Linked DNA regions of Bombyx mori: regions 1 and 2 are each linked to region 3. Evidence: chromatin contacts called from public Hi-C data. All regions are on one chromosome and are shown on one strand. Each heading gives the region's core, a stretch centred on a gene start, on an enhancer-like site or on the middle of the called end of the contact. The rest is flanking DNA. Distances are from core to core; before and after follow the strand shown.

Region 1 (4,516 bases), core at 852-3,351, 210 kb after region 3:
GATTGACTGATTTTGACTGACTCAGTGGTGCATTGGTTAGCGACCCTGACTAACGCGCTGAGGGTCGTAAGTTCAATTCCCACACTGGGCACGCATTCATGTGATGAACAGGTTTGTTTGCTCTTTGTCTGAGTGTTTGTTATCTATTTAGGTATATATTTAAACGTATATAAAATCCTGAGAACTTGGAAAAATTAATAGTTGTAGGTCACGTGGAAGGAAAGAGAAGTCGAGGAAGATTGCCAACCAGGTGGACGGACATTATCAAGGAGGCCACAAACACCAGCGTCCCGGGCGCCATTAAGCAGGCCGAATGCAGGCAACATTGGAAGAAGCTGGTGCAAAAACTGGACCAAGGTGGTCACGACCCTCAGCAATGAGGAAACGACAAAGAAGAAGAAGAAGATTTAAGTGTGTATGTCAGTATCTGGTACCCATAACACAGGAAATCCTAATATGGAGCCGTATGACCCAATTAAAAAAAAAAGAAGTTGTGACGTGTTTTTTGGAGAATCATTGGGTAAAAATATGCATCTATTCATATGCCGAGAAAACAATAAAGTACGTTCTTCAGATTTGAGATTAGTGGGCACAATTAAAAAACACTTTTACGGTGTGCTTATCTAAAAGTGCGTTATAGAAAGATGTCAATTTCAACAAACACTTTTCGCCACTGAAGTATGAAATTTCGCGCGTAAAATTAAAATGTCAAAAAACAACGACCTTTCAAGCAACAAAGCACCTTGGCCGCCCGAGAGCGCGAAAACAATTGATTCGAAGCGCCCAAGATAGAATATTTTTAACAATAAATGTAAGACTAGGTAAATAAAACAAAGTAGTTTTAATTACAAGCCACATAGGCAAGCGTAAAGGGACGCGCAATGCTTTGAAAATGAAATATCAATAAAGAGGCCTTGCATCAAGACGGTCGAACAACTCTTCTTCTGCTCATGCATAGATTTAAGGAGGAAACTGAATCGATCTCCAGTAATAGCCACTTCAGTACCGAAGGTCGATACTTGACTACTCGATCAGAGATGGCATAAAAACAAATTTATATTATTTTGTTACTTCCACTTAATACTATTGTTTTCATGGTATTAAAACATTATTTTTTTTCGAGATAGAGAAACGTGTATGAGAACGATTTATATGGGTTTCATTCATTTTGTTTGCAATAGCATTAAGACTATTTGCTTAAATTAAAGTTAGTGCCAGCTTTAGTTCAGCTACTCGATTACAGAGGACGTTACAAGATCCAAGCGTCTGCTATTTTGCTACAGTTTTGTTGTTATTTTTTTTTTTTCAATAGGTCACTTAATGAGATACGTAGTGAGACTTTAATATAAGTCGAATTCATTCAAACTGTTTTAATCACATTAAATTTCATCATTTTAGAAGTTAAGGTACTTTGTCGTGAACCAGTTTTATTATAAGAAAAAAAAAACTCGCACAGCTGCTTGTGTGCTCTGAGCATTAAATTTTATAAAATATTAGGAAAATTCTGACATTCAAAAGTAATGATATTAATGAATTTCAATAAAATTCAATTGAAATATATCCTACCTAAACTAGATATCGTACTAAGGTACTTACCTTATATAGGTTTCAGATACAAAATCAAATCAATAAAAGCATAGTTTCATGTGTTTACCTCAATCAACTTTGAAACTGTTTCACATTTACATAGATTCATATCTGCCCTAATATTTGCAAAACTCTAACAAAGGTTTCAAATAAATATATTTAATTAACAATGGACAATACCATTTGCAAATATGAGACACAATAGTGTACATGCTTATATAATTTTCACATCTAACTAATAATACTGTAAAAACAGTATTTTATTAGTAGGCAGACCAGCAGACAGCCCACCTAGTGAGTTACTTTTGTCGCACATGGACGTCAACAATGCCAGGGGCATAGCCCAGTCGCTGCTAAGGAAAATATTTTAATAAAGGTCTAAGTTAGATTTTGCCATTACATAGTTAATAAAAACGATAAAGGAAAAGTTAACATGGGTTATGGGTAGCACTATAAATAGTTTTCGATTGATTTATGATTGACGTAACGGAAAAACAGGAAAAAAGTGTATAAAGATATGGTAACACTAACCAGTGCCATGCCCTCGGCTCAGCGAACAACTGTTTATGTAAACTACGACAATATGTAATATAAACTTTACTTTTATCAAACGTCGTCAAAAGTAATAATAAATATCAATTTAGAGTTGCATTATTCGTGTTGAACGCTAAATATTTCGTAATTGAACACGGAATTTATTCATAATTTGTAGCTCGAAGAATTGTGCAGCTGTGTTGTGTTATGTGCTAGTGAAAAAAAAAAACAACATAAAAATAGTAATTCAGTCGAACATCATGTTCATTTTGTGCGTTTTAATAAATTTTGAGTACAGAATCTAACAAAATCACAGTTTGTTTGTAAGCGTGGATCTTAATAAGCGTGTAATTATCGTTGAGAGATTTCGAAAATATTTAAAATGCGCTCAAAAGTGTCGAAATAATGATATCGCAGCCAAAAAACAGAGTACAAGCCATAAAGAGTAAATTCGAGAACTTAGGAAACGAGAACAAACCGCTCTTGATAAAACACACAACCACACAGTTGTGTAAACAGAAAAATAGCGGAGTGAACATTGAAGAAAAACACGATCAAGCTATTGTAAACCATGAGAAGAACGTAGGATTTGACTCATCAATCGGCGACCACGAACCTAGGCCAAATACCAGCTATTTATATAGCAGAGCTGATCTGAAGGCCATTAACAGTGACAATAAAACCTGTTTATCACGTCAAACCAGTGACCCAGGAAAAAAGTTGCACAGGAGTCATGCTTTTAGATGTGATAGAAATCAAATAGCACCTAAAAGGCACGGTAGCTGTAACGGTAGGTCGGAAACAGCAAACTTTACAATGATATCAAATCAGAAGTTGAGTAAAGAAAGACTTAAAATATTAGGTAATTTTTTAGAGGAACAAATGAAGAAGGAGAATTTCACGCCACAAGGTTGCACTGAGGATGTGGCGAACACGAATTCAGTGCCGGATAGCCAAGTGCCACAGTCCATTTTAGACCAATATGCTAAAGTCAACAAAGTGAAGAAAAAAGATGAAAAACAAGATTCCACAACTGATAGTGGAGTGAGCTCTGAGACTGAGAATCTGGATGATGAGAAGGGACGTATAAAGAAACTAATGACACAATTTGAGAAAAAATCTGAAGTAACACCAAATTTAGAATCTATGGATCAATTGTCAGCTTCCAGTGAGACCATGAAGCTGGAGCGCAAGAATCCGCATCTAAAACTAACGGACACATTAAAGAAGGCATTAAAACAACCATTACCAGCTGGTCCTCCACCGAAAAAACCACCAAGAGTCTTTGCTACCATAACTGAAAACGTGGAAACACCTAAGAAAGACCCAAAAAAGATGCTCGAAAAACTGGAACAGGTATATGAGCAACGAAAAGCTGATCAGAGCAAAAATATCAAAACAGCAAGTCCAAAAAAACCCAGAGAAGTACACTATCTGTGCACCGAAATCCTAGACATAGCACAGAGGACTCTACCACCGATTCATCCATCAGATCCTCTGTCCAGATGCTTCAAGTCCTTAAATTGTTCATTCACAAACTCAACATCAAGTCTTCCATACACCCGCTTAAGCACACACAACGAATTTGACCCTTGCAATTGTAATTCTAACAACGAATTATCAACGTTCCTGACTGAGAAATGTTCGAAATGTCAATCAAATGACAACACTGACAGCTTTAAATGTCATCTGAAATGTGAATGCTCAGATAAAAAGTCTGAATTCTTCGTTGATAAGGAGCATGTGTATAACGAACCATACAATGGGGATACAAGAACGGAATGCGAGAGAAGGAGTCATTACGGGACTCTTAATACTTTGAAGACCTCTAGCCGAAGCTTGGAAGAGCTACGACCGATTAAGAAGGAAGAGGTGAGTCCTAAATGCATATAAATTTCAGAAAAAAAATTAGTGTGTTCAATACTGTTTTTTTTTTATATAAAATAAAATTGACTCCAACCCCTTAGGCATTGATTTTGCCAATGTCACAGTATACACAAAAATGACAGGTTCTTAGAGAAAAAAATACAAATAAATTTGATCAGTTTTTCCAACAGTGCAAACAAATATGTTAGACTAACTACTTTAAAGATAAATATTATTAGTAGATAAGAATTTACATAGAATATTTACATGTTTAGAATAAACCAAAGTTAATAGAGAATTAATATCAATAGGAGATGTCTTCAGGAAGGATATCATAAAGATGGGACACAATATTGGGACAGTTAAAGAAATTCAGAACACCTGTGTCTAAACCAAACCACAAGATAAATTACGAAATTTCATAACTGATCAATTGAGTCGACTATTATCAAAGCCGGCAATGTGACTTCTGGACAATTATTGGTAAATCAGAAAAACGAATTATTGACTTTGTATTCCATTGGCAGTC
Region 2 (4,351 bases), core at 942-3,441, 140 kb after region 3:
AATAGCAAACGGATCTCAAATCCGAAGCGCATCCGTGATTTAATATGCCTTGATCTCTCATTGCTATTCTGAAAATATAAATGAATTCAACAAATATGATTATTTTATGAGTCGTGAAAAATTTATTTCCGAAGAACAAGCGTTTAATTAATCTAATGCTTGTATAAAGTCTAGTAACGTTCTAATATAACACTGGTAGGGAGAAGTCGCTCATAATGGGTCTCATTAAAAGCCTGAAAGTCACCCAAAGAGTCATAAGAATCGAGTAAGCAATAAGAAGATTCGCACAGTAATTGAGATAGCCCAAAGTATTGCAAGGTTGAAGTGGTAAGCATTGCATTGCTAGTATCATAGATTATACACTTAATATATTTGAGGCTAGTATAATGGTCGCTCGGACCAAACATTTGTCGATTGACGGCCGCGTATCGGAAAACGTGGCGACGGTAGGGCTCCCGTAAGGACTGGTGCCCTATTGAAGGTCGTAGAAATGTTCTGGATGCAGCAGCGCCGGGCCGGTCGTCCTTACGAGGACTGCACTAGATGCAGCTTCAGCAAGGACCTATCATTGTACCGAACCTTGCAGAGCCAGTATCCGGGAGTACACATCTATAAGCTGATAATGACAAATATGAAAACTGTTCTCTGAAACTATGGAGGGTAGAGATAAGAAGAACCGTCTCTGTGTGTAAAAAGTGTCCGTTAAAATCTGCTAAATAAGGGTGGCGCTACAGTAGCAACCGGGTATATTTAATTTTAAAAAAAGGCGCTGAAATTTATTAGAATAAGATAGAGAAATAAAAAAGGATGGAAGAACTGTAAGCACTACAAAATCACAAAAAGTATTTTATTTAAAGATGATAAGAAAATGCAATCGATTTCTCCACGTTTTACCACAGCAATAGTTTTAGGTTATAATGGCGAAATTAGTTTCGACTACCTGAACATGTGAGATTTTGTATATTACTCTGTCACTAACTGTCACTCTAGACATTAAATGTATTAAATTCTCAGCATAACTATCTACTTCAATTATAACTAATTGTTCAATTCATATCATACCCTGTGCCTATGCTAACGCCATTCTAGAAGATTTTTGAACTGTGGTTTAGTGCTAAAAGTGGGACACTTTTTCAAGCTTCCTCCCTCATGAGACGGTTCTCCTTAGCTCTACCCACCATATTTGAAACCGAATCATATTTCCACACCCTAAGATATCATGCCGTACTCACTTATACCTATTACGACTAGTATTCACTCTATATCACTGTGGCGTACTAATGTAATCTTCCTCTTGGATCGTCAGACAAGAACTGCCTTTATTTAATTACAATTTAATTTTTTTGCTCAGATGGGTAGACTAGCCCACGGCCCACCTGGTGTTAAGCGCTCACTGGAGCCCATAGACATCAGCAACGTGAATACCACCACTGACCTTGAGACTTGAATTCTAAGTCTTGGTTTTATAGTACAACTTCAACGCCCTTCAAACCGAAACGCATAACTGCTTCATGGTAGAAATAGTAGGCAGGGCGGTGGTACCTACCCGCGCGAACTCACAAGAGGTCCTACCACCAGTAAATTACAATTAATGTTTTTGTGAAACATCTATAGCCGCACGTAAAATCGATTTCTGGCGTGGCGAAGCGTCGCCACACTAATGATGGTGTATATATACAGTCTATATGCAGTAGTGAGTACGGTGTGGCGACGCGTCGCCATGTGCAATCGAATGTACAATTCTCTCTGTGTTTTACTTGAAAACAAATTATTTTTTCGTAATATTTTATTTTATCATTATGACATATTTAGTTCCTATCACAATCTGTTCTTTTCTGCATATTACTTTTAAAAAATAATGTCGATGTTTCACATCTGCCAGGCGTCCCGTGACGGCTCACATTTTTTAATTTAATTTAAATTTAGTATTTAATAAATGTTCAAGTTTAAAAAATGGTCTCAAATCGAATACGCGTTGCTTTTTGCGTCAACCCCGAAAAGTACATTGAATCTAATTAATTTGGCAACAGTTTTTTATTTAATTCCATAAAACTTTTTTCTAACAATAAGTTTGGATGATTTTGAACAAAACACTCGATTGTGTAGTTTATATTGCTTTTGCTTGCAAGATCGACAAAAACAATAATGAAATGCTTGTCAGTGTCAAGTTGACAACAGAGAAACTTCACAGATTAAAGGACAACTTCACTCCATTACAAATTCAAAATTTCAGAGTTCCGAAAACATGGCGACTGTTAAGTTTGCAGTTATCGATGTTAGTGATTTTTTAACTAAAAAGCAAGCTAGCGAGCCTGCTTTAGCTGCGGATTGGGCGAAATTAGAGGAACTTTACAATAAAAAGTAAGTTCGAACGAATTTCTTGGTTAAAATACTGAAGATATCTATTCATATGAAAACAACTTTCTTTGTTTTTCTTCCAGACTATGGCACCAACTGACTTTAAAACTGCAAGAATTCGTCAAGAATCCGGCTCTGCAGAGGGGAGACAACCTCATACAGTTGTACAATAACTTTTTGACCACCTTCGAAAGCAAGTATGTTCCCTTCTGCAAGTCATTACATATATCTTTTTTATTTAGTAGGATTGTCTGTTAAATAATGTCAAAGAAAGGCTGCACTGTTTACGAAAACAATTACTGACTTTTTGCAAAGAAGACAACGCCAAAACTGCGTTTTCTTCATTTCTAAAACATACCATGATTCATTATTAACCCCTTTTTACATATATATTTTCATATAGTCACCACTAACAAAAATTAAATTAAAATCAAATATTTAATTCACATCACCAGCTTTAAACGTAAATTAAAGAAAAGGATATTTTCTGGGATACAAAGAAGCATATAAACCTCAAGCTTGTAAAATATCTGAAAATCTTATGTATATATCCATTAAATGAATGTATAGTACAGTGATATTTAGAGCACAATATTCTTTATTTTTTAAACTAAGAATCTGTAAGAATTAACATTACAGACATTATTGTACATACTCATTTGTGAATGATAACACACAAATTTTTCAGATAAAATTTTTCTAAATTATGTAGTAAATTCAGATTATATATTTGGGATGTGTGAAACACAAACCGACACATAATATATGAAAAATAAGTAAACAAAAACTAAGTTTCCACAATCGATATCACAGATGAGTAGAAAGAGAATAGAGAAGGTTTACAAAAAGGCAACAAATATAACATAAGATATACACACTTAAGCCCATATACAAATACATTTATATAATCATTTTGATTTTATTTGGATATATTGTAATATGGCAGTAACATTCAAGATTGATAATTAACGTTTCAATATCCCCATTGTCTACCATGCAGTATAACATTCTTGTTTAATTATATACTTTTTAAAATGTCTGCGGTGATTAAAGTAACATAATATTCAAATGGGTTCCAGAATAAATCCCCTATCATTAGTTGAGATCATTGCTCATATCGTGGAACAGTATGTCAACAAGAGAGATGCTGTCACATTCCTTGAGAAGGTGGAAACGAAAGTTAAAATGAATGATGAAGCACTGGCTCTTTGTAAGGTGAGTCATAATATCTAACAGGAGATCGACCCAGCCGGATGACGAACCTGCAACTCACTAGTCTTGTACAGAGCAGAACCTGTGTCAAAATACTAAATATTTCTTAATTCCAAGGTGCTACAAGGACAAATATATATTGAACAGCTGAATGATTATGATGCAGCTGAGAAAATAATTGAACATTTAGAAAGTACACTCGAAGATGCTGACGGTGTGACTCCAGTTCACGGACGATTCTATAAGTTAGCCTCGGAATATTACAGGTAAAAACTAAATTTTTAATGAGTTTCTGTTCTGTTAACCTTGTTGAACTGATTACAAAATTAATTGGTTCAATTCTGAGATATTGTGGTATATGCATTCAATCCCCCTGTTGCTGCCTATTTCAGCTGGCGACTCAAAAAATTGTGAAATTTTTGTGTATTGGTGGTAGGACCTCTTGTGAGTTTTAATGGTGGTAGGACCTCTTGTGAGTCCGTGCGGGTAGATACCACCACCCTGCCTATTTTTGCTGTGAAGCAGTAATGCGTTTCGGCTCGAAGGGTGGGGCAGCCGTTGTAACTATACTGAGACATTAGAACTTATATCTGAAAGTAGCTGGTGCATTTACGTCGTAGATATCTATGGGCTTCAGTAACCACTTCACACCAGGTGGGCTGTGAGCTCGTTCACCCATCTAAGCAATAAAAAAAATGGTTTTAATATCAATTTCATTTTAGAGTCCGTGGTCCGACTGGCCGTTACTACCGCGCAGCGCTTCGGTACGTTGGCTGCGCCG
Region 3 (4,139 bases), core at 1,027-3,526:
TATTATAGAATAATAATATAAAAAAAAATATTTAAGTATATGTTTACATTGTGTAATGTAGTTTAATATGTTATTACATAAAATTTTATAATAAATTGATTTAAAATTCAATATCATCAGTAGAATAATTGTTCAAGATCTTTATTTAAAGAAATCTTTTTTAAAAATAATCTTTTTTATGATTACACCTGTATATACAGATCATCTTTTTAGCAAATGTTAAAACATAAATAACATTGACCGACTGGCATTATCACGGCATCTCTCTTTGTACAAACATACTTACATGTGAAAGGTTAGTTTGAACTCTGTCTAGGCCTTTAATATTATGAAATGATCACTAACGAGTTGTGGAGAATCACCAAGCAGGCACCAATGGAGTGGGAGATTCTTAAGCTGAAGTGGCATTGGATTGGTCACACATTAAGAAAGCCCGATACCCACCTATCCAAGATAGCACCGATCTGGAAAACGTGGCAATAGGAAGAGAGGTCTTCCCAATACAACTTGGAGTCGCTCAGGAGAGCAGGAATTGGGCGTCTTGGGCATGACGTGAGTGGAGGTAGACTAGACTGCCTAAGTCTAATGCAAATGGAAGAATTTAATTCGAACCCTACACCCCAGCACAAGGTAATAGGAAAGAAAGTAAAAGAAGAAGAAGATACATATCTCCTCCACCTCCTTGCTACAGTTTCCTCAATACTGAGGGTCATGACCACCTCTTCTCAATAGAGTTTATTGTGGATCACTCTACGCATTTGTTCCTATCTACCGACGAATGTAGAGCATTGTGGACTGTGGTGTCGAGAGTAGTGCAGATTTGGTCTGTTCAACACATCAGGCCTCTGCCTCATGGTATTTTTCCGTCCACTTTGCCAGTTACATATATAATAATATAACGATATGGAATATTCTAAAAGTGGTTAAACAATAATAAAAGACTTAATTGCATTTTCTGTACAATATTAAGAAAACAATGTTTAAAGCCCTTTGTTTTCCACAAATCATTATTAACAACGTATTCTTGAATTAAATAAAAGTTAACTCATCTTTTTTCTCAATGACAGAGAGTTCAATCTATATAAGAAAGATCCTTTTTTTTAACTAAAAATTTTTTATATAAAAATTACATAAAAAAGGTTTTTCTTTACATATATACATATGTCATATATTCATTATATATATACATATATAGAATTTACACATATAATCATAGTCAGTCTCTTTTTCGCATAGCTTAGTCAATCCTAGTTTGAGGTCAGAGGACTGAAAATTTATCCCAGATTATTATTATTGTTAGTAGCTTTAAATTATTACTCTACAATTAATCAATCACTTTTGTGAGGGATTTTGTCATTTTAAAGTATATGAGTGAAAACAATAAGATACTTAAATCAATGCAGTAGGGAGGCATTAACTTCAAGGTTAAATACACTGCAGATGTGTACACAAATCCAATAAAAAAAAAACTTTACAATATTTTTCCAGCCGTAAGGCGGGAAATAAACAATTTTTTTCAAAATGATACCAAATTTTTAAATCACGAACATAAAACGTAGAACAGAGTAAACATTTCTAGGTAATATGACACCTTCCGCGAAAATTTATGAGATTCAAGGCCAATTCGAATTATCATGTAATTTCAAACACAAAAGGTACATTTAACACTTTCACACGACTCACCCGGCCTCGCACTCGCAAAATCTCCAAATATAAATCCCGAAATACACAGAGAAGGTATATTTTTAGCATTCTAAAGACAGTGTTTGCATGACGAAGCTAGTTGTTTTATTAAACACAAATTAATTATTTCTTATTCACGATTATCACGTGTTTAAATATGATGTATGAGTAGAATTCGTGCCCTATCGATTTTTTTAGTTTTAATCAAAAAATAAGATTGGATACTCACAGAATTAATAAAATAACTCCGTTACTAAGTAACTATGTTACACACGGAAAACGCAATGTCTGAAACGTTTGGTGTTCTGTTTTATATTTTTTTCACTCGCGCCGTACACAACTCATAACACTTTCGTCGAAATTTCTTTGAAAATGGACTGTATACGTGAGGGAAAATATTTTTTCTTCTGCTATGTAATTTTAGAAGACAACTATGACTCCATTGGCTTGACGTCATGCAAATTGTTGGCAATCCTATTTTTATGCCACTTCCTACTCAAATAACTAAATGTCCTAATGAAAGAAGACGTTGAGGAATTTTATACTTTATATAAAGTAAGCAGAAGTTATATATTTCTTTTGTATCAAATTTGAAAAACAGTTGACATTCTAGAGTGTTGCCATACAAAAATTCATGAGATTTTTTTGTTTTTGACATGTGATTCGATCCCAGCTGATCGTGCTTCAAAATGAAAACTTTATTTGATATAATAAAAAAATGTACTATTTAAATATTTTCCGATAGCTTTTATAGACGAATATAATTCAAATACATAGAAGCTCAAAATTCATCAAAACATTGGAGAAACAAAACGCCCTGTACATTTTTTCTATTCGCCACTAGATGGCGGAAGAAAGACCACGATACTCCAAATTTTATCTCCTAGATGGCGGTGTCACTAGCAGAACTTTGGCTTTGCGCAATACTATTGATTTTGCCGGCTTTGTCGCAATTGTCGCATTGAGGGTCGAGATAGTCTAGACAAGACAGTTACCAAATGCCTTTATACATAGTGTTATAATACACCCTAAACCAGTTTAGCGGCGTAAGAACTTTATTTATGCTGTTAGAACTGTAGTTTGAAATATAATAATATTTAGAATGGAATACCATATTTATTTTATTGAAAACGTATTTTTGTATATATTGTGTAGCATATTTATATTTTAGTGGCAGTATTTATATGAAATATAGCTAATGGGAAGCTGTATAAGACAGTAGTTTGTGTAATATTGTTCGTTCATACTCTTTCTACTAGAGTAAGTAGTCTTAGAAAAATACAAATATGTATGAATACAAACATACGAATTGTCTTACATAATAGGCAATAAAGTAAAAAATGTACAGTTTTTAGGTTAAATTAAAAGTGACAAATCAGTAGTTCCAAACTGAACTACATTATATTATCTATTCATTAAATTTTCGCAGTTAAATATTCTCTAATGAAGTCATTGATATTCCACAAATAAAGTCAATTGAATTTAGTTATGGCAGGGTTAATTTTTAATACTACATACTTTTTATTGGATGTGTTAACTATTTTTTAATTGTTAATCACGGGGAGCCTAAAATGCCGCCTAGCTTGAAATTTAAGACTGTCTCAAATATATGCCAATGTCCATGCCAAAAAAACCTAATCTGACCCGAAGTAATCAGATGTACTTGAGAATATTAATTAATCCATATTCATCAAATGTTACGCAAATACCATTATATGTCAGAGCTTCGAATTCATCTCTATAGCATCTTTAATCCCTTCGCTTATCTCAAAGGACGTTATGAGGTCAATTTGCAGATTAAAATTTAGAAACAAAAACAGCTTTACTAACGAGAATTTTAGGTTAAGTTTTTTTTTTAAAAGACTAGGTATTTATTTTCTTAAAATCAAACGAAATTCCTTCACAATTTAAGTTCATCGTAATTAAAATCCTTCCTCCTACGTTCATCGGAATGTCCTTCTCTCCTCTGTGCTGCAAAAGAAACCTTTAACCCTGGCTTTGAAGGAAGCTCTTTGATATTTAGCTTTCCCAGCAAAACCGGATGATTCTAGATACAAATTCAACATGGCACCTTTAGATGTCAGAACGGAAACACCAGAACGATTTTAAATACTTCACCTTCCAGCCATATTACTGCTTCACGGCAGAAATAGGTGGTGGTACCTACCCGGGCGTGCTAACAAGACGCCCTGCCAATACTAATATCTCTGATGAGAAATCAGCACATACATCCTCGAGTTACCATCACGCATGAGCGTGGGGAAAAGCGAACACACCATAGAGAAATTCCTTCGAATTATGGAATGACGTTTAATAGAGCATTTAGAAGACACTTGCTACCCTCTGATCCGTATTACCACTATACATAGTAAAACATATTAAACATGTGTTATATAACCTGCAAATTTCTTCTTTCAAATCTAAATTCAATAAATAAACTGAGAGATTTTCTTAAT

The links. A called contact is a pair of places that touch in the nucleus more often than the background predicts.
Region 1: a contact with region 3 is called in a Hi-C map of middle silk gland, with 2.8 times the contacts expected there. The contact joins the promoter of LOC101737221 here to the promoter of LOC101737508 in region 3. A contact is called at or near these places in 2 of 7 Hi-C or Micro-C datasets (middle silk gland and posterior silk gland).
Region 2: a Hi-C map of posterior silk gland shows a contact between it and region 3, with 1.9 times the contacts expected there. The contact joins the promoter of LOC693113 here to the promoter of LOC101737508 in region 3. A contact is called at or near these places in 2 of 7 Hi-C or Micro-C datasets (posterior silk gland and whole pupa).

The regions. Positions count from the first base shown.
Region 1 is chr23:16,473,247-16,477,762 of ASM3026992v2, reverse strand. LOC101737221 reads left to right here and starts at 2,101. Exons shown (of 12, transcript XM_004930689.5): 1 at 2,101-3,993. The coding sequence starts at 2,527.
Region 2 is chr23:16,544,881-16,549,231 of ASM3026992v2, reverse strand. It overlaps LOC693113 (26S proteasome non-ATPase regulatory subunit 13), which reads left to right and starts at 2,191. Exons shown (of 9, transcript NM_001046866.1): 1 at 2,191-2,361; 2 at 2,442-2,555; 3 at 3,438-3,573; 4 at 3,688-3,836; 5 at 4,293-4,351. The coding sequence starts at 2,246.
Region 3 is chr23:16,681,065-16,685,203 of ASM3026992v2, reverse strand. It overlaps LOC101737508, which reads right to left and starts at 2,276. Exons shown (of 13, transcript XM_004930691.5): 1 at 1,913-2,276.